7 separate regions of the Mus musculus genome follow, and all the other regions are linked to region 5. A link is a contact called in public Hi-C, HiChIP or PLAC-seq and promoter capture Hi-C data. All regions are on one chromosome and are shown on one strand. Each heading gives the region's core, a stretch centred on a gene start, on an enhancer-like site or on the middle of the called end of the contact. The rest is flanking DNA. Distances are from core to core; before and after follow the strand shown. Region 1 holds the start of Clstn3 (calsyntenin 3). Region 2 holds the start of Atn1 (atrophin 1). Region 3 overlaps Lpcat3 (lysophosphatidylcholine acyltransferase 3). Region 4 holds the start of Phb2 (prohibitin 2). Region 5 holds the start of Necap1 (NECAP endocytosis associated 1). Region 6 holds the start of Gnb3 (guanine nucleotide binding protein (G protein), beta 3). Region 7 holds the start of Usp18 (ubiquitin specific peptidase 18).

The links. Promoter capture Hi-C pulls out the DNA fragments that hold promoters and counts their contacts. Hi-C and Micro-C count contacts between places; a contact is called where the count stands out from the background. HiChIP or PLAC-seq counts read pairs in DNA pulled down with a chosen protein or histone mark.
Region 1: a contact with region 5 is called in an H3K27ac HiChIP or PLAC-seq map of embryonic stem cells, with 13 times the contacts expected there. The contact joins the promoter of Clstn3 here to the promoter of Necap1 in region 5. A contact is called at or near these places in 5 of 39 promoter capture datasets (cranial neural crest, embryonic stem cells, hippocampal neurons and 2 more), 6 of 115 datasets of contacts at active chromatin or transcription factors (SST interneurons, embryonic stem cells, large pre-B cells and 1 more) and 1 of 9 other capture datasets (embryonic stem cells).
Region 2: an H3K4me3 HiChIP or PLAC-seq map of pro-B cells shows a contact between it and region 5, with 5 times the contacts expected there. The contact joins the promoter of Atn1 here to the promoter of Necap1 in region 5. A contact is called at or near these places in 2 of 39 promoter capture datasets (the C10 cell line and pre-B cells) and 2 of 115 datasets of contacts at active chromatin or transcription factors (large pre-B cells and pro-B cells).
Region 3: a contact with region 5 is called in a FOXA1 HiChIP or PLAC-seq map of pancreatic cancer cells. The contact joins the enhancer-like site here to the promoter of Necap1 in region 5. A contact is called at or near these places in 7 of 39 promoter capture datasets (the 3T3-L1 cell line, cranial neural crest, embryonic stem cells and 3 more) and 4 of 115 datasets of contacts at active chromatin or transcription factors (astrocytes, embryonic stem cells, large pre-B cells and 1 more).
Region 4: a contact with region 5 is called in a promoter capture Hi-C map of hippocampal neurons, with 2.7 times the contacts expected there. The contact joins the promoter of Phb2 here to the promoter of Necap1 in region 5. A contact is called at or near these places in 4 of 39 promoter capture datasets (the 3T3-L1 cell line, embryonic stem cells, hippocampal neurons and 1 more), 1 of 484 Hi-C or Micro-C datasets (B cells) and 3 of 115 datasets of contacts at active chromatin or transcription factors (astrocytes, embryonic stem cells and large pre-B cells).
Region 6: a promoter capture Hi-C map of pre-B cells shows a contact between it and region 5, with 4 times the contacts expected there. The contact joins the promoter of Gnb3 here to the promoter of Necap1 in region 5. A contact is called at or near these places in 2 of 39 promoter capture datasets (cranial neural crest and pre-B cells).
Region 7: a contact with region 5 is called in a Hi-C map of B cells, with 5 read pairs. The contact joins the promoter of Usp18 here to the promoter of Necap1 in region 5. A contact is called at or near these places in 2 of 39 promoter capture datasets (hippocampal neurons and pre-B cells) and 1 of 484 Hi-C or Micro-C datasets (B cells).

Annotation. Positions count from the first base shown.
Region 1 is chr6:124,463,190-124,466,622 of GRCm38.p6, forward strand. It overlaps Clstn3 (calsyntenin 3), which reads right to left and starts at 1,595. Exons shown (of 18, transcript NM_153508.4): 1 at 1,232-1,595. The coding sequence starts at 1,295.
Region 2 is chr6:124,754,863-124,758,017 of GRCm38.p6, forward strand. It overlaps Atn1 (atrophin 1), which reads right to left and starts at 1,625. Exons shown (of 10, transcript NM_007881.4): 1 at 1,434-1,625.
Region 3 is chr6:124,692,632-124,695,931 of GRCm38.p6, forward strand. All of the region lies in intron 1 of Lpcat3 (lysophosphatidylcholine acyltransferase 3), which reads left to right. Among named protein-coding and RNA genes, the nearest start is that of Emg1, 18 kb to the right of the region's middle. Within about 2 kb of position 1,785, at least 141 of the 459 cell types and tissues checked have an H3K27ac peak or open chromatin away from gene starts, as enhancers often do. A contact at or near this core is called in astrocytes and pancreatic cancer cells, where this site is marked.
Region 4 is chr6:124,710,392-124,713,999 of GRCm38.p6, forward strand. It overlaps Phb2 (prohibitin 2), which reads left to right and starts at 1,898. Exons shown (of 10, transcript NM_007531.2): 1 at 1,898-2,172; 2 at 2,313-2,397; 3 at 2,671-2,750; 4 at 3,593-3,608. The coding sequence starts at 2,046. It overlaps Emg1 (EMG1 N1-specific pseudouridine methyltransferase), which reads right to left and starts at 1,787. Exons shown (of 6, transcript NM_013536.2): 1 at 1,485-1,787. The coding sequence starts at 1,652.
Region 5 is chr6:122,872,898-122,876,182 of GRCm38.p6, forward strand. It overlaps Necap1 (NECAP endocytosis associated 1), which reads left to right and starts at 1,660. Exons shown (of 8, transcript NM_026267.3): 1 at 1,660-1,766. The coding sequence starts at 1,672.
Region 6 is chr6:124,838,345-124,842,004 of GRCm38.p6, forward strand. It overlaps Gnb3 (guanine nucleotide binding protein (G protein), beta 3), which reads right to left and starts at 1,931. Exons shown (of 10, transcript NM_013530.1): 1 at 1,576-1,931; 2 at 1,320-1,406; 3 at 1,023-1,061. The coding sequence starts at 1,376. It overlaps P3h3 (prolyl 3-hydroxylase 3), which reads right to left. Exons shown (of 15, transcript NM_013534.5): 15 at 2,745-3,495. The coding sequence ends at 3,331.
Region 7 is chr6:121,244,399-121,247,604 of GRCm38.p6, forward strand. Usp18 (ubiquitin specific peptidase 18) reads left to right here and starts at 1,508. Exons shown (of 11, transcript NM_011909.2): 1 at 1,508-1,664.

The DNA.
Region 1 (3,433 bases), core at 345-2,844, 1.6 Mb after region 5:
GAGGATAGATCATCAGAGAGAAACTGAGTCACCAGAGGGCTCTCACCCCAGTGTCTCATGATGAGCAAGAAATTTTGATTTCTGTCCATTCCCATAACCACAGCCCAACCAACATCCTGGTATCTGCAGGCCTCTCCATTTCGTGGGGATGACCACCGTAACCCTCTCCCTTAATGAAGGCCTCGAGATGGTGTATGGGAGGCCGAGCAGGAAGTGAGAAGAAGCCTGAGAGCCAGGAGGACCACCCTGAGGTAGGAGCTCCAGCCAGACATGGGAGACAGCAGACAGAAGAGCAGAGGGTACCAAGGGCCGAGCCAGGCACCCTACAACCCTGTCTTTATGCCCTTACCAAATGAGCCCTCCTTCCTACCCCTGTCTTATGTCTACCTGCTGCCCTATATCCGTTCTTCATCCCTTCTTTGCTTCCTGGCTCTTCCTTGATTTCCTCCTCCCCCACTTCTCTCCTTTCCTCCTTCTGCCTCTACCTTCCTCCTTTCTGATCCACTTCTTATTCCCACTCCTCACCTCCCCTTCCCTCCTCAGATTCCCTTCTCACCTCCTTCCTGGAGCACCCCTCCACACACACCCTTTTCTTCCCTTTTCAGACTTTCTCTGTCCCCTCTACCTACCTGAACCCTCGGCCCCTGGCCCCAACCTCCCCTTCCCTCTGACAGTCTCACCCAGTTGAATTTATCTGCTCTCTGCCAGAGAGGGCAGCTGTGGTAACCCACAACCCAGCGGATGCAGGCAGAAGGGTATGGATGCAGAGAGACACGAAAATACATACGTGCTCGGAATTACTGAGCTGCGGTACACAGTTTCTCCCCAGGAAGGGATGAAGACAGCCAGATGGATCTGCCACACACCCTTAGTATGCATGAACACCCAGTGAAACGGAACCTGAGGGAATGTCACCCTCGGGGAGCAAGTCCCTTTGAGACAGGAGGTATCTACCAGCATGGAAGGGTTGGGGGAGGGGGCAGAGAGACCCCAGGTGGGAACAGATATACAAGCAGGATGTTAGGCAAGCACATGTAGAGATGGACCAGCGAGGAGGAGCTGGCCCTTGGAAGTGAGAGCCAGTCTGAAAAAAGGATGGAAAGGGGGTGGTGAGAAAGGAAAGGACACCTGTCTCGGACACCAGAGAGCCTGAACATCCCCTTCCCTCCTTACCCCCATATTGCTCAGCCTGACGCCCCAGTTCAGAGGCTCCCATCCCCGTCTATCTCACCTTTGTTGCCAGAGCTGATTTGAAGCAGAGAGGCCAGCAAAAGGGACACCAGCAGGAGGGTCATGGTGCGGTGCTAAGCACGCCAGGCCAGGCGTTCCTATCCCCTGGGAGCCTCAAGCCTGCTAATGCCACCTTGGGGGAGAAATGCAGAGACTACGAGGGAAGGGCAGGGGGACAAGATCGGAAAGGAGCCTGCCGACCACTCTAGTCCATATAGCAGATGTGTTCAGACCCGCTGGGTGGCTGAGATGGGGGACTTGCAGTAGCTTCTCTCTTCAGTCTCCAGCCCAGCGTCCTCACTCTCGCTTGCTCTCTCTATCTCTCTCTCACTCCCACCCCATCCCCGCTACTGCAGGATGACGTCAGCACAGCCAGGCAAGGATTGATGGGGCCGCTGGCCAATTAGAAGACTGAGGGCACCAGGTGCTGCAAGGGGGGGTAGGGAACCAATGCGACTGGGGAGCAGGGGCGGGAGAATGTGTTAGGGCTTTTTCCCCTGGCTGCAGTTTGGGGGAGCAGAGGAACTGCGGGGGCTAGAGAGGAAGCAGGAAAGCCATGGAGTGGGTAGAAGATACGAAGGATATCAGAAGACCTAGCCGAAAGGCAGGAGGTAGGGTGAGACAGAGACGTCAAGAGCCTTGGGGGTGGCCAAGAGAGGCAGTATCCACGTCACCCACCCCCAATTCTGCATTAACCTCTTTCCACAGCCCATTCCATTAGCTAGTCCCTGCTGCGTGCTTTCTGGAAACCTGGAGGCAAAACCTCGAGTAGGAAATTCTAGCATTTCAGTTCCAACTCAGGGCCCTGTGGGCGACAGCGGAGGGCCAGAAAAACCTAACGGACAGATAGACAGACAAAAAAAAAAAAAAACAACAACAACAACAAAAAAAAAAACCTATGACAAGAGCCCTAGGTGAGGAAGAGGAAGGACTCCCGGCAGCCCTTTCCACACACGCTCCTGGAAGGGCAGTTCATCTGCATCTGAGATCGTCTTTTCTTACTGCTTACAGTCCCTGATTTCCCCACCTTAAACTGTGATCGAGCTGCCCCACATCATTGGTCAGTTTGGGAGGCAAGTGGGCAGCTGCAGACATGGTACACAATGATTTCAATATCCTCCAAGCCGTTAGGATGTGCCTTGGCTGAGGGCTGATGGTATCCAGGACTCGGAACTGAGAGGGAAACCCTGGGTCCCAAATCAAAGAGTATAAAATCTTCAGCCTTCCCTTGAACTCATCCCTCACTGATGGTCATTTCCTCTGCCTCCCCAAACATGCCCCAGAAGACCAAGAACACCCGTTTAAGAACCATATTCAGCCAATGGTAAGGGGGCAGGGGAAGAGCTGTGAAGGCCTAGAGTCCAGGCCTTTAGTACTGTGGCTCCTGTCTCCTGTGGCGGTCCTCACTCCCAACTCACACCTCTGAATGCCCCCTCCCTCCCCTTCCTCTCAGTCTAAGAATAAAGCCAGAACTCACAGCTGCTCCACACACTGCCTGCCACAGCAGCCTCCAGTGGAAGCCCGTCCCTCGGGGTTCCCAAACCTGACCGAAATGACTCGGAGGCCAAGACTGACACTCAGAAAGCTCAAGTTCTGAATGACAGACAGCTCTAAGGTCATTCCACAGAAAAAGCTGAAGCCAGGAATGACTTTGTTAAGTCTCAGTCGCTCCAGGGCTACACACAGCAGACCAGAGCCCATCACTGCAGCGGGGCAGAGTGGGGCTGCATCTCTTTATATATATATATATATATATATTCTAAATAATTTATTTTAAAAATGTATTCAAGGCCTTATAATCTTGGAATTTCTTGGGGTTTTAGGCTTTAGACTTTTTTTTTTCAATTTTTTTTATTAGGTATTTTCCTCATTTACATTTTCAATGCTATCCCAAAGGTCCCCCATACCCACTCCCCAATCCCCTACCCACCCACTCCCCCTTTTTGGCCCTGGCGTTCCCCTGTACTGGGGCATATAAAGTTTGCAAGTCCAATGGGCCTCTCTTTGCAGTGATGGCCGACTAGGCCATCTTTTGATACATATGCAGCTAAAGACAAGAGCTCCTGGGTACTGGTTAGTTCATATTGTTGTTCCACCTATAGGGTTGCAGTTCCCTTTAGCTCCTTGGGTAATTTCTCTAGCTCCTCCATTAGGGGCCGTGTGACCCATGAAGCTGCATCTCTTACTGCAGCAAGGAACCAGC
Region 2 (3,155 bases), core at 375-2,874, 1.9 Mb after region 5:
GGCCGACAGAAATTGCCCGCGGTGATGTAACTTGGTTGTTTTTTTTTTATTTTGTTTTTGGTTCTGGAGCTCAAACCCAGGGCCTATTGTATGCATGCTAGGAAATAACACTGCTACTGAGCTACCCCCAGCCCAAGACAATATAGTTTGAACAACAACATTTTCATCTTCGCACCATACCCAGGTAGAGGCTTGCAGGAATGACCTGCAAGCAACAGGGTTACTTGTTCCAATAGACTTCTGGAGGAGAAGGGATGCCTCCTTAGGAAACCCTACTTGGGGCAACACCAGAAACATCTCCCGGAGACCCACCAAGGACAAAGCTACAGGCTGAGAGAGGCCCAATCTACATACTGAATCCCCACCTATTGGACTTCCCACTGTCTCACTACCATGGCAACAAAATGGATAAAAAAAAAAAGTGCCCCCCAAGAGACCATCCCAGGGGTCCATCTGGCAGCCACTATTACCACCTTAGTTGCCAGAGCAACTCCAACCTTTCAGGAAAGGGAGCTTTAGGGTAACCTACCCCAGGCACAAAGAGATCTCTGAGATCAAGGCAGTAAGGAAGTCCTCCTATGGGACAGCCAATGCTCTGGGGGTGAGGGTGGAGGTCACAATTCCTTGGAATGCCTATATGATTGCCCAATCTTCTCTTCTTTCCCATCCTCCCAACCTTCCCAATTCTCCCTTCAGTATCCCTGCCTTTCTTATTCGTGTTAGGAGGACTCACACTACCAAGACTCAGTGCCCCCCCTTCACGAAGTAACTAGGTCTGGGATTAGGAAAACGGGGTCAGAGGTGACCAGGATTGGGGGAAAGAAAACTGAGTCACAAAAGATATGGCCTTCCCATTTCCACCCCAAAAAACGTCGGTCTTCTCAAAGCTGGGCCTCTCCCGGTTCATCTCCATTCCCCCCAGGTTCAATCCCCCGTCTCGGCAGCTACAACCCTCATTTTACCACCTACCACACCCCTTTCCCTGTTCCCAAGACCCGCAACCTGGAAACCCGGTGCTGGGCCTGTGGGGTTACTGGAGCCTTCACGCCCCACCTCGCTGCCATCTCTCCGATCCGTCCTGCCTTCTCCGCGAACCACCCGCACAGCATCCCCCGGTTTACCTCCGCCAAGTCTCCACCTCGGCGTTCCTCCCCTTTAGGCTCTGGTCCTGGCGACGCTCGGCCCCGTCAGCCCTCCTCCCAAAACCCTCCTCCCCCCACCTCCCGAGCTCGCGACTCCCAGGCCCGCGTCCCTCCTCCGGGCGGCCCCACCCCCTGAGTCCCCAGCCTCGGGCCCGGTCGTGCCCGCAATGAGGGAACGCGACCGGGAAAATAACAAATGGAGGCGGCGGCGGGAGGGGGGACCGGGAGGGGTGGGGGCGGGGAGCCGCGGGCCGGAACGGGGCGGCCCGGGCCGGCGGCAGCGGACCTTACCTGCGAGCAGCTCGGGACGGCTGGCTGGCTGCGAGTGCGGTCGGGCTCCGGCGCCTCCCGGGGACGGCGGCGGCCACTCCCCGCCCCTCCTTACAGCGCGGCTTCAGTCGCTGCCGCGGCGGCGGCGGCGGCGGCCCCGGCCCCCCCGGAGGGCGGCCCCCATGCCCGGCTCCCCGCGCAGCCCCGATCGGCTTCTCGCGCTCCTCGCCCGCCCTCCCGCCCGGAACGCGCCGCCCGCGCCCGCCCCCGCCGCACCGCCCGCCTCCGCCCGCACTCGCGGTCCCGGCGAGGCCCGCGACCCCCGACCCTCCCGCCGCTGGTGCCGCGCGCCCCTAGCCCGCCCCGAGGCCTGCCACCCCGAAACGCGTCCTGGCCCGAGGCCCCGGTCGGGCGCGGGGCTGCGGGCGGACGGACAGGCTGGGCGGCGCGTCCGGCGACTCGCACAGGAAAGCGGACGGCGGAGGGAGGGCGCTCGGGAGAGGGGGATGGGAGCAGGGAGGAAGAGGGAGAAGGAGGGAGCGCGGAGGAACGGAGGAGAGAGAGGGGCCCGGAGGAGACGCGAGGGAGGGAGCGCGCGGCAGTCGGGGGGCGGAGGATCGGGGAAGGGGAGGCGCCGGGCGAGTTGGCCGAAGCCGGCCGGGGCGCAGAGAGAGAGGGCCTCGCTGCGCAGAGCGTGGGGAGCTCGCGGGCCCCGCGCGGGAGAGGGCTGGGTGGGAGGGGCTGTGGACTGCGAAGGCAGACCTGGGGAGGCTGGAGAAGTTTGGGGACAAGAGGGGCTGTGGCAGGGGTGAAGTAGGTGGAGTTTGGGGAATTATGAAGTAGAGATTTGGATAATGGGACTGTATTGGAAAGATGGAGAGGAAGGGCCAGAAGTAGAGGCTGGAGGGGTTTAGGAGCTATTTTGGAGAGCCTACGATGGAAGTTTGTGGACCTGGGCGGGAAAGGATGAAGACGTACTAGGAGAATGGTGTTTCTGGAAGAGATAAGCGTTTAAGGCAGTGATTGGTGTTGAGAAGAATGCAAACCACAAGAATTTGGGAATGATGAAGGAAAGCTGGAGGCAAGTCCGGAGATCCCTCTGTGGGAGAGAAGGCATGAGAAGTCTCAGAAGAGGGGTGGAGGGCAGAGGATGCCTATTCTAGAGGGAGACTGGGGTGGGCTGGGTTGGTAAACATGAATGTGGGGACTTCCAATCGAACTAAGAACTATTTCCTTTGGCAAATAAAGTGGAGGAGAATGAATTAGAGAGGTCTGGAAGGAAACACAAGATAAATAGGGCTTTTGTGGCAACGTGGTGGGAGGGCCAGTGATGGGAAAAGAGAGGAGCTAGAGACGGAGGGAGAACCCTGGAGGAGTGACAGACTGGGGTCCAGGCCCTAGTGTGGAAGAGGTAACTAAGAGGTGGCACTTCACTTTTGGGCCCTTCATTTTCTCGAGGTTCCTGAACTAGACCTTCTCAAGTCTGAAGTCATTACTAGTAGCATCTTTGGTCATGGTCACAGAAGGGATGAAGTGGGGGATTAGGTGGAAAGGACCTACATACATTTTAGGGTGCCCAGGTTCCCCATAACAATTGTAATATGGAAGTAGTCCCCAGCACAGACTACAGCATGCTCCTCCCAACTCTTCTCCAGTCAGCGTGCCAGCCATGCCCAACCTACAGCCATGAAGTCAGCACCCCCATCACTCCAGTGGTGCCTTCTTCTGGGCTCCTTCTCTGGC
Region 3 (3,300 bases), core at 535-3,034, 1.8 Mb after region 5:
AAAATTATAGCACGTATGCCCTCCCACACACACACACACACAGCGAAAGGAAGGAAGGAAGGAAGGAAGGAAGGAAGGAAGGAAGGAAGGAAGGAAGGAAGGAAGGAAGGGGGAGGAAGGAAGGAAGGAAGGGGGGGAGGAATGGCCTGGAGATATGACTCAGCAGTTAAGAGCATTTGTTGCTCTTTCAGAGGACAGAATTTGATTCCCAGCACCACATGGCAGCTTTATAACTGTCTGTAACTCCAGTATCAGGGATGGGACATTCCTCTTCCGGCCTCCATGAGTATGAAGCACATACATGTGCACATTCATACATGTGGACAAAACACTGTATAAGATAAATCATCTTTAAAAAGCATAATTATCATAATTGTAATTAACAAAGAAGGCAAGAGAAGGCTGATTTAGGTAGAAAATCAGCTTTAGTTATACAGCATTTGAGAGAGTACAAAATGTCATACTAAAAATATCCAGGGAGGACCCAGGGGACACAGGACTAACCTAGGGAAAGTTAGTGCTGGCGTAGTTTGGCATAAAGATCATATTAAGTTGTGTGAGCATCACGGAGTTTTCACAGAGGCAATACAGCAAAATTAGAGAAACAAGCTTGAAACTTTTAGGAGCCAGAAAAAGAGTCTTCAGTGGGAGTGTGGGGAAGTTCAGCACTTGCCTAGCATGTGAGGCCCTAGTTCAGTCCCCGACATGGGTGGGCGGGAGGTAGGGTGTGCTGTAGAATTGATATCAACAGCTGGTTCAGCACATAGCACTTGGAATTCCTCCTTCTTCCTCACATTGGACAAGCATAGCTTACTCTCTGACCCAGGTCCTTCGGTCTGCTGCCTGACCAAGTGGGGCCATATCGTATTCCTGCAGAGTTCGTAAATGGCTAACGGGATGAAAGGCTAAGGGGATGTATCATATTTTAATGAAAACAGTTCACTTCTGTTTTCTTCAAGTGAAGCAGCACGCCCCTCAACTTCAAGATTAATGAGTAATTGTACAAGTGTACAGGAAATAAGGAGCTAACACTAACACAGGCAGTGTGACGTCCCCGGTCCCAAACACAACTCAGTGAGAAGCACAGAGACCCCAGGGAATAGTCTCACTGTGCTGTTAACCCGCTGAACCTGGAGTCCCTGCCCCTAGCTGCAGCCCGTCAGTACACAGCACATCCTGGACTTTGCTCTCCTTAGAACGAGCCCTGTTCTAACAGGATCCTTGACCTAGGGCCCCGATGCTTCACCAGCGATAACCTCCTTCAGCAATCAGAAAGGAGGAAGACTGAGTTCTACCACAGGTTCTCAGATCCTCTGACCACCGATATTAAAACCTGTTTGGTGAGATTAAACAAAAGCCAGTGGCCTGTCAAGCTCAGGATTCCATTCCCAGGGCCATTGTTAGGGTTTTAGTGGTACTGAGGCCTACTGCTCGTAGACTTGTGTGCAGCTCATTTTTAAAGTACATGGCCTTCCGGTTAGACTCTGGTGTGCAAGCAGGTGCACGTGTCACGGTGCTTGGTGTTCTTGACGATTCGTAGGTGATGGTTGCCACTCTTATCAAGCACCAGTTCCCACAAAGAAAGAATTAAGACTTGGAAATAGCTTGTAGGGCACCACTCTCCCTAAAAACAGCTTCTCCCTGAAGGGGTGACCTAGCTGCCAGGCTGCCAAGCCTGCTGAGCTGGGCAGCTGCCAAGAGCAAGGTTCAGTGTTTACATACCCACCATGGGCCGGGGTTGTCACAGCAACTCACCCAGCACAGTTTGTCCCCTCCTTCCCTTGGCAACTTCCGAGCAAGCTTTGCCCTCACCTCTTGTGGTCTCGGTGTTCTGGGTAACCCCGCTTTCTCTGTTCTTTTGATTTTCCTGCCTGTACTTCAGCTTCTCACATACTCCCCAGTCTGCGCTATACTGACCTGAGTGGGACCATGCAACCTGCACTCCTCCCAACTTCCCAAGCCAGGTCCCCTGCAGCAGCCAGAACCAAAGCTAGCTGGCCTGTACAGCGTCTGCAGGAGCACGCCCGAGACCCTGGCTCCTGCCATGTCTGCTTTCTTGGTCTTATAAAATTATGCTTTCTAAATTCCCTGGTAAGTTAGAAATCGGGGAAGGATCTAGGCTTGGCTGGCCTGTTGAAAGCTCAAGACGTGACCCTTGACCCCAAAATAGCAAGGGAAAAGACAGGAAAAACGTAAGCCGTGAACACAAGAACTCAGAATTCAGGGCAGTGTAGGTCCTGCAGAGTTGAGGCAGCTTCCCACACCCCAAAGGGCAGGAAGACAGCGTGGCTCTCCTGAAATAGCAAGGTCCAGTATTATCGAGAAATGTTAAATTAGGGCTGGGAGAGTACAAACCCTGGGTGTGGCCCAGGCGTGGGAGGTGGGAGCGGGGTTAGGGATTAAAGGCCAGCCTCAGCTATAAAGCTAATTCAGGCAATCTGGCATACACTAGACCCCATCCTTAAAAAAGAAAATTTTAAATTCTCTTCAACTGAAGAGGACAGAGAAATGCATTGTGTTCTTTACTTTTGGTACATCTCACATGCTTAAAGGTTTTAGTACTCAAAAAGATTAATTCTATCTATCCAGAATTTTTTTTAAAGATTTATTTATTTATTATATGTAAGTATACTGTAGCTGTCTTCAGACACACCAGAAGAGGGCATCAGATCTCATTATAGATGGTTGTGAGCCACCATGTGTTTGCTGGGATTTGAACTCCGGACCTTTGGAGGAGCAGTCCTGTACTCTTACCCACTGAGCCATCTCACCAGCCCCTATCCAGAATTTGTGAGCTCTCCCAGACAATTAGAATCTTCTGCCTCAGCCTCCTACCTGAATTCAATCCCCAGGACCTGTATAATGGTGGAAGAGAGCAAACTCCAAAGTTGCTATTTGATTCCAAACACTGGCTGTACACACGTGTGCATACACACACACACACACACACACACACACACTTATATACAATAATATATTTTTTTAGAGTAAAAAGTTTGAGGTTTTGTTTGTTTGGTTTTGAGGTGCGTTTTCATGCAGCAGACTGGCCTCTCACTTGCTATAAAGCCAGAAATGTCCTTGAATTCCTGATCCTCCTCCTCTCCATCCCAAGGCTGGGATTTCAGGTCTGTGACCACCACGTCTGGTTTATGTAGTCCTGGGGAATCAAAGCAAGAAAGTGAGTTCCAGGCCAGCCTAGGCTATATAAAAACAATTACAAGGAACCAAGCATGGTGGCGCATGCCTTCAATCCCAGCACTCAGGAGGCAGAGGCAGGAGGATCTCTGTGAGTTTGAGGCC
Region 4 (3,608 bases), core at 648-3,147, 1.8 Mb after region 5:
GGAATAACAACTAACTACAGAAACTTTAAATCTGATTAACTGATCACTTAATTAAAAAAAAAAAAAAAGAAGAAGAGGAAGAAGGGGAGGGCACAGAAGAGATGGCTCAGCGGTTAAGAGCACTGACTGCTCTTCCAGAGGTCCTGGTATTCAATTCCCAGCAACCACATGGTGGCTCACAACCATCTGTAATGGGATCCGTTGCCCTCTTCTGGTGTGTCTGAGGACAGCTACAGTGTACTCAGAAAAAAAATAAGTCTGGGGAAAAGAAGTCGACGGGGAGAAAACCACTTTTCTATTTGGTGTCCATGGAGGATAGACGGGAAGACTCTCACCTCGGGTTACTGGGAAACGCACTCCTCTTAAAGGACTGTCAATCCAGATCCTGTGTGGTTTAGTTAGTAAGGTACACAACCACTTTACAAAGGAAAAACAATCTTGTTTTCTCACAGTCACTAGGAAGGGGCTAAGGACCAAATTTAAGCCCAGGGCAGACCTGGCATGGTGAAATTCACCTATAAATATTCTAATATTTAGGAGGCTGAAGGTGGAGAGTTCCAAGCCAACCTGGACTGCATCCCAAGACTGCCTAAAACCACCACCCAGCAAGAGAATGTGTGTGTGTGTGTGTGTGTGTGAGAGAGAGAGACAGAGACAGAAACAGAGGGGAGCAGGAGTTTGGGAGGGAACTTCTGGGCCTACACATTGAACAAGTTTAGCTCTGAAAGGCAAGACATACAAAAGAAGGAAGGAGCCGGGCGGTGGTGGCGCACGCCTTTAATCCCAGCACTCGGGAGGCAGAGGCAGGCAGATTTCTGAGTTTGAGGCCATCGTGGTCTAAAGTGAGTTCCAGGACAGCCAGGGCTATACAGAGTAACCCTGTCTCAAAAAAACAAAAAGAAAAAAAGAAAGAAAGAAGGAAGGAAGGAGGGGGCTGGAGAGATGGCACAAACTTTCTTGTATAAGACTCAAGTTAGGTTCCTAGCACCTTCATGAGGTGGCTCATGGCCACATGCAGACTTGCATGCATAAATAAAGGTAAAGTAAATATTTAAGGGGGAGGGTAAAAAAGCAAAGACAAAGGCTTTTTAAATAATCTGATCCAGACATACTTCAGAATAGGTAAATACAGAACAAGCTGCCAGTCAAGCCCCATTTAACAAAATAAAGCATCAAGTCCTTGGTAGTAAAAGGCTGGGGAAGTCACTGGCCTTTGGAAACGTGGGAACCCTCAATAGACAATGCTTCCCTCATTTTGCATTATACATCACAGACTCCGTGATAAGTCAACTAAAAGCAAGGCGAGGGCTGAAATGAAAGTCCAGAGCAAAAGGACTACCCCCAGGATATCAACAGCCTGGAAAACTAGGTCATTCTTCCAGAGCAAATTTCAAGGCTCCGCTTTTCCATGCACTCTGCGGCCCTGGTTCCCACACAATCTGATCCATCAATTCCCTACCTCCGCACTCACTGTTCAAAACTACCTTGACTGTCTCCAGACTGGCCCCTTCCAGCACCACAATGAGCCTCCGGCCTCCGCACTTGCTTCCTGCCCCAAGCCGGAGCTTCTTAGGCGGCGTAGTCTCCCAGTCCTGCTCCTGCACTGAAAATCGCCGCTCACGAGGTTGGAAGCCACCACTGGCCGCAGACATCTTGTAGGCAGACCGGAAGTTGCACCGAAGTCCTTAAGTTAGAACTTCACGTCCGTCCTCACGGCCAACTTCCTTCGAGCTGCCATTTTGAAAGAGGGCGCTCGAAAATGGCGATGCCCGTACGGAAGCCTCTCCGGGAGGGCACACCATTCCCCCCCACCAAGAGGCGGGACTTCCGGATGCGCCATTCCTGTGCGCGGAGTTCAGGGCCGCCCGGGCGGAGGGGGGCGGGTCCGGAGGGAGGCGCACTTCCGGTGCCCTTTCTCCCGCGAGCTCTAAGGCCGCCGATCCTCGTGTGCAAGGCGAGGTCTGTAAGCTGGAGCGGGGCAGAGGCTGGCGGGCACCCCCTCCTGACCGCTGGTGCCGCCGCCGCCGCCTTCGGGAGGATCAGACATGGCCCAGAACTTGAAGGACTTAGCTGGACGCCTGCCCGCCGGGCCTCGGGGCATGGGCACGGCGCTGAAGCTGCTGCTGGGGGCCGGGGCGGTGGCCTACGGCGTCCGCGAATCCGTGTTCACCGGTGAGCAGCCTCCTTCCGCTGGCCGGACGTTGCGGTCCCCAGACCCACGGTCCTGCTATCCCCCAGGTGTCCCCGTCCCACCTACGCTGACCAGCACTCGGGCCAGTAGCCTGCCCTGACTCCCACCCCTCTCTCCGCAGTGGAAGGCGGTCATAGAGCCATCTTTTTTAATCGTATTGGTGGCGTGCAGCAGGACACGATCCTGGCCGAAGGCCTTCACTTCAGGTAATGGCGGGCAGAGCGAACAGGCCCTGACCCTTCACCCTTGACGGCTGCAGCCAGACTTAACAATTCGGAGCTGCTTTACCCCTTCCTCACGCCTGCTCTTGAGGACAGTGGCTGCCTGAAACTCCAGCAATGCATAAAGGGCTGTTCTCGACTGGGAAGAGTCCTTGTGGTCGTGGGGAGGAACAGGCCCAAGGACGAGTGGTGAGGGGAACCATCAAAATCAATAAAACTGCAGTTTCCCAACTCCTGTCCATGACCTCTCCTCTCCAGGATCCCCTGGTTCCAGTACCCCATCATCTATGACATTCGGGCCAGACCTCGAAAAATCTCCTCCCCCACAGGCTCCAAAGGTAAACGTGGGCAACTGGGAGCCTCAGGGCACGTGGGGAAACAAATGTAAAATGAGCCTGGCCAGGCTGCCAGAATTGGTTGTGTTTCTGAGGTCTTGGTTTCTACGTCTGCAAAAGAGCCATGCCTCACGGTTCAAAAAACGGTGCATTCCAGTACTTGGCATGCATGCACGTTTTAACGTTACCTTCTGCCTAGCATAAAAGGGATAAGAGTTGCCTTTCTTCCTGGCTGCCTAGGTCCAAGTCTGTTTTTAAGGCCTTTTTTTTTTTCTGTTGATTTGTTGATTACATCCACAGTACACCTTGCTCTGGAGAAAGTGCCCCCACTCTTCACTAGCTGTTGCCCTGTAGACCATAGTTAGAAGGCCTGCCTTTGAGATTCCCCAAGCCTGGGCCTCATTCCCATGTACACACCGAGGCAAGTAGCCCACAGAAGTGTGCTTCTCTGTTGCTGTTTGTGGTGTGTGTGGTTTATGCGTTTGCTAAGCCATAGGCCTTGGAAATAAAACACAGTTCTGGTTCTCAAGGCCCTAATGGCAAGGGGGAAACCCAAGATTATGCTGCTTGGTGGAATCCACTTTGGAGGAGGAGTAGCAATTTATTAAAAAAAAAAAAAAATAGCTGTACTGGTGGAAGGTCCATAGAAAAGATTCCACAGTAAACAAGGGTCTGCCTCGCCCATCCATGTTGTTCACATGCTCTGTGTTGACATGACTATCTTCCTGCTGGAGTGCTAGGCTGTACAGTAACACTAGGCATGGTGGGAAGCACTCCTAGGAGAAAGCGCTGGAAAAGGGGGAATTTGGCCTTACCCGGCGGCCACTGCTGACCTCTTCCCTCAGACCTGCAGATGGTGAA
Region 5 (3,285 bases), core at 410-2,909:
GACCAGATTTGGGGAGAAAAAAATACATAGCACTTGAAAGGTGAACCAGGGGCTGGGGCCTCAGTAAGGGATTGTCAGCACTGCTGATCCAGAAAGAGGAAACGAAAGAGTTCAATGCGGTATAGTAACATGACCGAGGCTTCCGTTGAGATCATAGGTTTAGAAATAGGAAACCAGTAAAAGACCATTTTTTCTGTCTGTTTTCTTTTTTATGTCTCCATCCACAGTGTATGTATTCTCTTTATAACATGTGTTGGAGAAGTATATGATAGAAAAAAAAGTTTTTGGTTGGGGATGTAGCTAAATTGATAGAATGCTTGCCTAGTTCTCACAAAACCCTGGATGTGATCCAAAACACTGAAAAAAAGAAAAGAAAAGAGTGTGGTGACACATGCCTGTAATTCCAGTACTATGGTGGCAGGAGGATTACAAGTTCAAAGTCATTCTTTAGTACATAATGAGATGAGGGCCAGCCTGGACTACATTGAAACTCTGTCTCCAAATAAACAGACATGAACAAACAAAAAGCTAGTGGAACTGTTAAAGGCTACACCCACTTAATATTTGGAGAGTTCTGCTAAATGTCCCTTCAAAGCAGCGTTGGATCAATTTATAGTCCTGGCAACCGTAGCCAGTCTCTACATCCTTACCAGCCAATTAAAGTCTAATTCTTTTTTTTTTTTTTTTTTAAAGATTTATTTATTGGTTATATGTAAGTACACTGTAGCTGTCTTCAAACACTCCAGAAGAGGGAGTCAGATCTCGTTATGGATGGTTGTGAGCCACCATGTGGTTGCTGGGATTTGAACTCCAGACCTTTGGAAGAGCAGTCAGGTGCTCTTACCCACTGAGCCATCTCACCAACCCTAAAGTCTAATTCTTGTTGAACTGGCTTTGCTAGGCAAAGCAGACCAATCAGAAGTAAAAGTCAACCAGTCGATAGAATGCAATGAAAGAGGCTGCTACTGGTGTTTTGGGGGGGACAAGATAAGATCAGACTTGGTTTTGCCACTTGAAGTCAGTGCCATCTAAAACATTTCTAAGTTACACTGTTGTAAGCTTACATTTATTTGCGAGTGCACAAAGAACATATTTGTGGATAGAGCTGTTTAGTACTCATCGTGATGTGTAGCCAGCTGGGCTACTCATGCTGAGGGATGCTAGATAGCATTTAGCACTGTAATCAGTCATTTTAATATGGAGAAGTCACCAACAAAACCTACAAAATTGCAAAAAAACAAAACAACCCCATGGTAGCACTTAATAGATTATGCATTGGACACTTGCTTATGAGAACAGAATGAGAAAGCAGAGATTCATTTTGTCCAACCTCTGTTTTGTTTTCGTATATTCAGTGACTTTTTTTTTTTTTTTTTCTGGTTACCGTTTGAAGGTAGGTAAAAGAGAACTGAATTCTTATTTTTAATTTTTCGCTGGGGAAAGAGCCCAACCCGAGGCCTTGGCAGGCAAGTGCTCTACCACTGAGCCTGTCTTTGCCGTTACTCAAGATGGCGAGCCAGGCGCATCAGCGTTTCCAGATTGTAACAGGTTTTGCGCCGCCTAGAGGTTAACCTCGAAGCTGTACCCGAGCGGAAGTGACGCGAAGGAAGCCGTCGGCGTCTCAGCCCGCCCCCACCCGTGCCCCGCCCCCGCGGCGCTAGCGGAGCCAAGATGGCGGCAGAGCTGGAATATGAGTCCGTGCTGTGTGTGAAGCCCGACGTCAGCGTCTACCGGATTCCGCCGCGGGCCTCCAACCGCGGTTACAGGTACCCAGGGGGATTTGCAGCCGGCGCCCGCCGGGGTGACGGTTGTGTCCTTGGGCAGCAGCCATCGGCTCGAGCCGCTGCCGCCGTAGTTAGCCTGCCACCCGGGCTGCCGGCGGCTCCGTCTACTTTTCTGTTTTGCTGGAACTCTGATTTTGTTTTCTTTTCTTCCTGCCGTCATGCGTCTTTCCACCTCTCCTCCCCATCCCTCCCCCTGAGACATCGTCTGCTCCTCGTCATCCGCAATCCATTCATGCCTGCTCCATCTGTTACTCTTGCTGCGACCTTTGGCTTGTAATCCTCCACGCGCGCGTCCGCACACGCACACGGCACGCTCCCCCCCCTCCCCCCGCGCTTCTGATCCCGCCTGACACTTGTCCGGAATGGTAGTTTTGCTGTCCACTGTTTAGATGATCTATTTTAATTGATACTGTTGTCATTCTCGCCAAGTGTCATCATCCTTTAGTTTTTTTTTTTTTTTGGGGGGGGGGGGCGCAGTAGGCACACGTTAAGATCTTGTATTCCAGTGATGAGCTATTGCGTGTTTTCATTTTGTTTGTGTGTGTGTACCCCTCCCCCCCACACATTGATTATGTAGGGATTTCTGCCTTCCTATCAATCCAGTCACCTCTCTTAGAGCTTTCCCAGAGTCAGTGCAGCATTTTTTTTTTTTTTTTTTTTTTTTTTCCTCTTGTAAGGCCTGACAACCTTGTAATCCAGTGATTGAGGTTTTGGGCTGTTGTAGGATGTTAAGGAGTTCAAAGAGAATTCGCTGGGATTTGTGTTGAAAACTCTTTAGGTCTGAGCCCTCGACACTAAATAGCTGTGTAATTTATGAGCCAATCAATGTTTTTCTTCCCCAGGCCTTAAGGGTTCTCATTTGTAAAACAGGAGAAGTAGCGTGAGAAGACTGTGCACGTCTTGTGTACCTCACAGGTTTTTATTTGTTTTAGAGGTATGTGTATGGGTGTTTTGTCTGTCTGTATGAGTGGGTATGCCTTGTGCTCACAGAGGTCAGAGTGATGTTGTGAGACATCAGATCTCCAGGAACTGGAGTCACTGATGTTGGTGAACCATCATCTGGGTGCTGGCAACTGAACCCCTGTCTTCTGCAGGAGCAACAAGTGTTCTTAACTACTGAGCCATTTCCCCAACCCCTTCACAGGTTTTTTTTTGAGAGTTAAATAAAAGAGTATAGGGTAACTAAATCGTTATAAAAATACAGTACTAGTAGTATCCCTTTTCTGACCTACATACCTTCATGGTTTTTCTCTTGCTGGAAAGTTACCTTCTCCACATCTCCATTTTGCTTCCTAACCAGAGGGTCATTCATCATTGATGAGTTGTTTTGTACAGACCTGTGCAGTGGGCCCTACGAGTTGTATATCTTTTGGTAAAGGAGTTGCCACTCAGATCTCACATTGACCATGACTGAAACTCAGCATGATGGTAGTCACAGGTACCACGTTATGATTTAGCTTACACATTGCTCTACCTGAGTCTTTGGTTCAGGCCAGCTCTC
Region 6 (3,660 bases), core at 681-3,180, 2.0 Mb after region 5:
CAAGCAGCCTCCTAGCTACCAAGCCTGAGGAGTCTGCAGACTCGGTCTGCGGTACTTTGTCACCTTCAGCAAATTGTTACACACACCTTTCCCTGAGCCTTTTATCTCAGAGTTGCCATGGAAATCATGTAGAATTATGTAGTTAAGCGTCTAGCCCAGTGCCTTTCTCATAATGCTTACTCTTATGTACATATTTAATACAACCGATTCTGTTTATCTTTTTTCCCCTTAGTACTGTAGATTGAACTAGGGCCTCAGTATGATAGCTAAGAATTCCAGCACTAAAATATATCCCCAGACCCTTTCTGCTTTTTTTCTTTTTTAACATAATATTTCTATTCATTGGTAATTTCACACAGGCATTTTGGTCATATCTGCCCCATTCCTCCTAACTCCTCCCACGTCCACCCTTTACCTCCTACCCCCACACAACTTCATGCCTTCCTTTTTGAAATTTTTCTCATAACTCAACTTTTTTACTTTTTATTTTGAGCCAGGCTAGTCTTAAATCCACCCCGCAGCTCAGGTATGCTGTGAGTTTTCACTCCTACCTCAGCCTAGCTAGATTACAAGTCTGTGCCACCTGACATGGCTTGGGCTATCAATTCTAAGAAACAGTAGTAGTTTGTGTATCACGAAGAAAGAAACAATAGGCTAACAAGGTATCATGTATTGTTAGATGCATCTCGACTTTAGAAAGCTCTGTGAGAAAGCATGCATCTTAAAATCAATGAAATGTCACTTTAGACAGCTGCCAGTTTGAGTCTAAGAGAAGTCCTGCTCGCCCTACCCCCATCACTGTTCAGGGTGAAGGCCAGTCTATGTCTTCCGTATCCAATATAATGGCTGGCCCAGAGCAGATCTTAATGGATGTTTGTTGAATTAATTCATGAATGTCTTTCCTCCCTTCAAGGACAGGATGTGCTAAAAGCTCAGGCAGCAATATGTTGCTGGTCCTGAAGTCCTTGCTCAGTCCCCTCCCCTCCTATCATGCCCTGCCTCAGATGGGCAGAAGGTCTCACCTCAGCCAGAGTGATGTCCGCACAGGCTTTCCTGGCATCCTGCGGGGAAAGTGGGCATCAGGGAGGCTGTGCTAGGGCAGGGGGCATGCATATGCGCCTCACATATGGGAGGGCATGGGGCTCTGCAGTTGGGAGGTGGTTTCAAATGTGAGGTCTGGATTTAAAGTCTCTGAACCCTTCTAGATGAGAGGTGTCTAAAGTGTCACCCAAGAGTGAACCCAATCCCTCCCAGGCCACACTCCCACGTGTCCTGAGTTCTGTTCTCCAAGGTCCCCAGGACGAGGGCTCTGGGGTTACAGCAATCTGCTTCTTGAGTTGCTCCGCCTCCTGCCTCAGCTGCTCCATCTCCCCCATGGTGCACAGGTCGAGGGGTAGTTCCGGCTCCTGCCAGGGACATGAAATAGGTCCCCGTCAGACCATGTTTCTGTTCTTTCCATCCTGCCCTACTCCTGTGATGGGGGGCTCTCCCTCCTGGGTATCAACCCCAGCCCTGCCTGAGCCCTCCCCATGGGCCCCCGATCCCAGAGGGTAGAGCCGGCCAGCTCCCTCTTACTTGGGCTCTGGCTGGACTTCTCCCAGGTTTCCGCTTCCCGGGCGCCTCCTCACTGTCTCAGCTGCGATGCCTGCCTGTCACCTGCCCCCCTCTGCTGCCAGAGGAGCTGGCCTGGCCTGGCCCTGACTGAGAGGGAGGGGGGAATGACAGGGAAGGGTAAGGCCAGCAACAACCACGCCAGGCAAATGAAATCAGCTGGCAGGGGTGGGGGAGAGGCCAGGGAGGGGAGGTATGTGGCTTCCAGAGACAGGTCAGCCTGGAGGGGTGGGAAACAGGCCCGTGGACCAGAGAAGAGCAGCACCCCTCTTATGCAGCCACAAGAAGGGGGGTGGGGATAGAGGGGTGCTTCCACGGTCAGTCCGCCAGCAGAGATAAGAGCATCAGCCCACGGATCAGAGACAAGCCGTGAGGATTACTGGTTGCGTTTGGGGAAGTAGAACAGGAGCAGTCATAGCTCCAGTGACCTCCCCAGGCCCTAGCCCCAACCTGTGGTCATGATCTTGGCCTTGTTCAGCAAGCGGGCCAGGAGCCAGAACAGGAGGGTGACAGATGACCCTGTTGTCAACACTACAAACCATGCTTCCTCGTTGAGGGCTGTGGGGAGGGGTGGGGAGGGTCCAAGCAGAAGCTGAGATTAGATGGGCTGAGCAGGATAATCCCTTTTCTCGACAAGCCCCGACCAGCTGCCCTTGGGCCTGATCCTAGTTGGGGGAGTTGACAGGGAGATGGGGGTGGGGGGAGCTGGGCCCATGTGCCCCTGTGTTGTGGGCAAAGAAATGACTACAAAAGAGAACAGAGCTCTGTGTCCTGCTTCTCGGCTGGGGTCTGTCCTCATGCATCCACACATGACTCCCAGGGTCTTAGTGGACTGTGAAGATAGGAGCCAGAGGGAGGGATGGCATGGCTTAGAGTTGGAGGCTCACGGAGCAGCTGTGGCTGTGGCAGTGGCAGTGGTGGTGGTGGCAGCGGCGATGGGGCACCGGGAGGGGGGGTGCGGGGGGGGTCTATTTGCATGAAGCAGCAGGTGGCTGAGATTTCCCTGACAAATCACTGGGCTGTCATGGCTCCACCTCTGAGAGGCCCCAAGACACCACCTGTCCCCACCCAGGCCAGTTCTAACCAACCCCACCTCCAGCAGCCACCAAAACTGGGATAGAGCAGACCAGGCCTTGGCTGGAGAGCCTCATGATCATTATTTATTGCACAGGTTGGGAGAGGATGGGACTGTCTCCTCTGTGTGTTTCTTTTCTTTTCTTTTTCTTTTTTTAAAGATTTATTTATTTATTATATGTAAGTACACTGTTGCTGTCCTCAGACGCCCCAGAAGAGGGCGCCAGATCTCATTACGGATGGTTGTGAGCCACCATGTGGTTGCTGGGATTTGAACTCTGGACCTCAGAAGAGCAGTCAGTGCTCTTAACCGCTGAGCCATCTCTCCAGCCCCTCTGTGTGTTTCTTATTAGAAGCAGTTGCTCTGCACTCCTCCACATGCCTGCCTTTCAGGGAGGCATAGTGATTTTTGTCTGTCCTGGGGACCTTGCAGGTCCCTCAGCTGGGGCCAGACCTGGCTCCCGGGCCTGATGTGCTGTAGGCTAAGTCTGTGTAGCAAGCTTGTGAGTCCAGGGTCTGGTAGCCCTTGTAAGTCCCCGAGATGGTAGACTTGGCATGCTACTATGTTCCTGATATCCTCCAGAGCCTTCTCATCAGTTCCTTCCCAAGTTGAGTGGCCTGATCCTGAGAAGCAGGCTCAGCCATTCACAGTTCCTCTCGGACCCGGACCCGGCGGGGCTTCCCAGCTTTCTCCTGGACTCGCTGAAGCTTGTGACTTGGGGGTTCTGGGGAAGGGTCTCTGCTGAGAATGTCTTCCTCCTCTTCTTCCTCCTCTTCCTCCTGCAGCAGCTCTTTGGCTTCTGTCCACTCCTGGGAATGGGGAGAAGTGTGGTTCAGTCTCCTTTATCCACCTCTCCTGGGCTATCTCAGTCACCCAAGCTTTGCTGGGGGTCTCACCCACTCACAAACTTCTCCAGTGACCACCCCTGGGCTATCTCAGTCACCCAAGCGCTTTGCTGGGGGTCTCACCCACTC
Region 7 (3,206 bases), core at 258-2,757, 1.6 Mb before region 5:
CTAGTCCACTCCGTACTGGTACAAATGCCAATCACTTGCTTCACTGAACAAGCAGGGTTGGGAAAAAAAAGTTGCTTGGCTATAAGGAGCTGTTTGCTAATCACCACTGGGAACAAATACAGTTTGTTCCCTAGAACTCTACAGGTACGATATATTGATCAAACTATCACATTTTATAACATCCTCTTTTCATCCTCCCCCCCCCCCCCACCAGTTTTTGATGTTCCTGTTTTTGGATACAACCAAACAGATAGAAGAAGAAGAAGAAGGAGAAGAAGAAGAAGAAGAAGAAGAAGAAGAAGAAGAGGAAGAAGCTGGTCACATAATTGATTGATTTGCAAATGTATTGGAGACTTAATGTATTTGTCCATGATATGTGCAGATGCCACATTGTCTACCTCAACCACTGATCAAGAGACTTTGTTTTACCCTGAGGGCCATACCCCACTTTCTATTTCCAAACATGGACATCTTGGTTTATTTTCAACAGCTGTGTATAACTCATGCTTCACACACACACACACACACACACACACACACACACACACACACACACACACACACACACTATAGGCAGGCAGACATATTTGTATATCTTACGTTGAACTACAATAGCAAAACAGAATATAGACTCTTCCAGATTTCATAAAGTCCTGGTAGCTTTCGATTAGGGGTATGTATCTCTCTGTCATCTTTGTCCAGTGCTGGGGGTAGGGAGTGGAGGACCCCTCTCAGAACAAGCGCATGGGGAAACCTCATTCTGACTAGCCCAGCAGCTAACAGATCCCCCTCTCCCTCAACTTATAGCCTCATATACAAGATACATCTGTAAAGAGCTAGCAAGCATTTCATGTATGTACATCCCAGAGCCTCCAAACCCGGCTCGGCTTAGACTGTATTTGTTCCTCGCAGAGCTGTACCTTCATGGCCACCTCGTGTGCTAACTGCAATGGTCTGCTATTTTCCACAAATGGTGGGACTGGTCAGAGGTCCCGTTAGAATGTTGCTTTCAGCACTTAGCCATTTGTCGTCCTGAGTTAGTCATAACCTCTTTGATAAAATAAAAACATTTTATCCTATAGAATTGGGGTTAAACGTAGAGGCACAAAAGAACATTGTGCAGATAAACTTATCTTCAGTGTTTAAGGATAAGCCTGGCAATTAACAGAGATGAAGTAAATGTTATCGCTGTCTCCTTACCCCCTGGGGACAGCCTCAGCAAGGGAGTTATCTGCTGCTGGCTTTCAGAGCAGAAGGTACAGCAACTGGGAGTATTTCCAATCTTAACATTGCAGATGAAAAAAGAGAGCGTATCCAGGAGTTACCGGGCCAGGTCCGGCTTGTCGTGTCCTGGTGTAGGCGACTGGACTGCGGGTTCTGTAGGGGCGCGTACAACCGCTCCGCCCGCCCGCCCGGTGCCTGAGTTTCGCTTTCCTTTGGATCTAGGGGAAAACGAAAGCTTGGCGGTGAGGGGGGCGTGGCCAGGCGTGCAGAAGGCTTGGCCGGCAGTGCCAGGGCGGCTGTGCCTAGGGGACAGCAGACACTCCTGAGCTGAGAGGCTGGGAGGCAGCAAGACTGCTCTGCTCCGCGGTGCCGCGTCCTCTTCTGTAGCCCTTTGCAGATGCTGCTCGGTCTTCGCTCTTTGGCTTGACTCCGTGCTTGAGGCAAGTTTGGGGCTAACTTTGAAAGTGTCCTTTATCCGCCAGAACTTTGCTTATACATCTCCAGATGATTAGGAATTTCCTTGGGTTCTGCAAATAGTGGCGGTCTGTATTCTTGGCATGTATATACTGGGCCAATGGATTTGCTTCCCAAGCATTTATATTATTCAGACTGTAGTCGTGATTTATGTTTAATTTAAAAAAGTAATTACCAAAGTGGCTTGTTAAAAATTCAAACAATGCAGACAGATGTGTAGAGTTGTTTCTCTTAATTTGCAACTCAGTATCATTTTTATGTATACTTTATCAGAAACATTTCTAATGGATATCTTTAACATTGCTCTGTGTCTTGCTTCTTGTTCTGTGCCTTTCTAGACCAGTATTTTAACTGATGCGTTGTATGAGAAGTGCGGATTTAGTTAAATAATTCATGGACATTTAGGTTCGGTCCTGTTTTTCCTGGGATAGACGTTTTATCAACAAATATCATTTTTATGCTCTTGTGCAAATACTCAGTCACACGTTAGGAGAAACTCCTAAAATAGAAACCAGCGGACTGAGAAACCGGAGAGATTTTTGTCCAGTATCATAAGTCAGGGTGCTTTAGACCTGTTCCCTGGCCTGTTTTTCCATCTTCTGTAAAGAAAGCTAAATATACCTTTAAGAAAAAACAACAACAAAAACCAAACAAACAAAAAAACACAACCTCCCCCAACTCCCCTGGAAGTCCAAGTTTGTGGTGTTTCAAAATTACAACTTAACTTCATACTTAATATCTTTAGAATTAACTCAAAAAGTGAGGCAAATATTTCAGAACATTTTTAGAATGTTTCCTGTGAAGTGTCCTTTGTGTGTTTGAATACCGTCACCTCCTTTGTTCATAAGAACTAACTGGGCAGAAAGTGGCGTAGCAGATGAGGTGTATGCTCCCTTCTGACTCACTACGCACTAGCAGAAGACTTTAAAAAGAGAGAGAGCTTTTTGCTTGCTCTCTCTCTCTCTTTTTCTTCTTCTTTTTTCACTCTGGAAAACCGTGCTTCATGGTCTTGGCACTTTTACGCAACATGATGTTTATAAGGAAGAAAATCACGTTGTCTCCCAATTGAGTGTATCATGTGACTGGGCTGTGGCCAGAGCCCCAATGGGCACATGAAAGGTGTATCAGCATCTCCAGGCTGAGGGCATGTCTAAGGACAGGCTAATGCATATCATCCCACACCGGCCAGAGGAGCCCCAAGTAGTGTGTTAGTCTGGGTTTCCTCTGGAGAGATCTGATTTTGTCTGTTACAGCACCATAGCTCAGAAGAGGCGAGCAGATTGTTAAGAATGAAGGCAACGCCCAGAGCAGTAGTTCATACCTTTAGAAATCCCAGGGATTTTAGCCCTAGGAAGGCTGAACGAGGCAGGGGGAGTAGAGTTTGGATCTGGTGTTTCAGCTCACACTTGTAATCACAGCATTGGAGGGGGCCGAGGCAGGAGTTTTGCTGAGACTCTGAGGCTAGCCTAAGCTACATAGTGAGATCCTATTTAAAAACACCTGTGCGC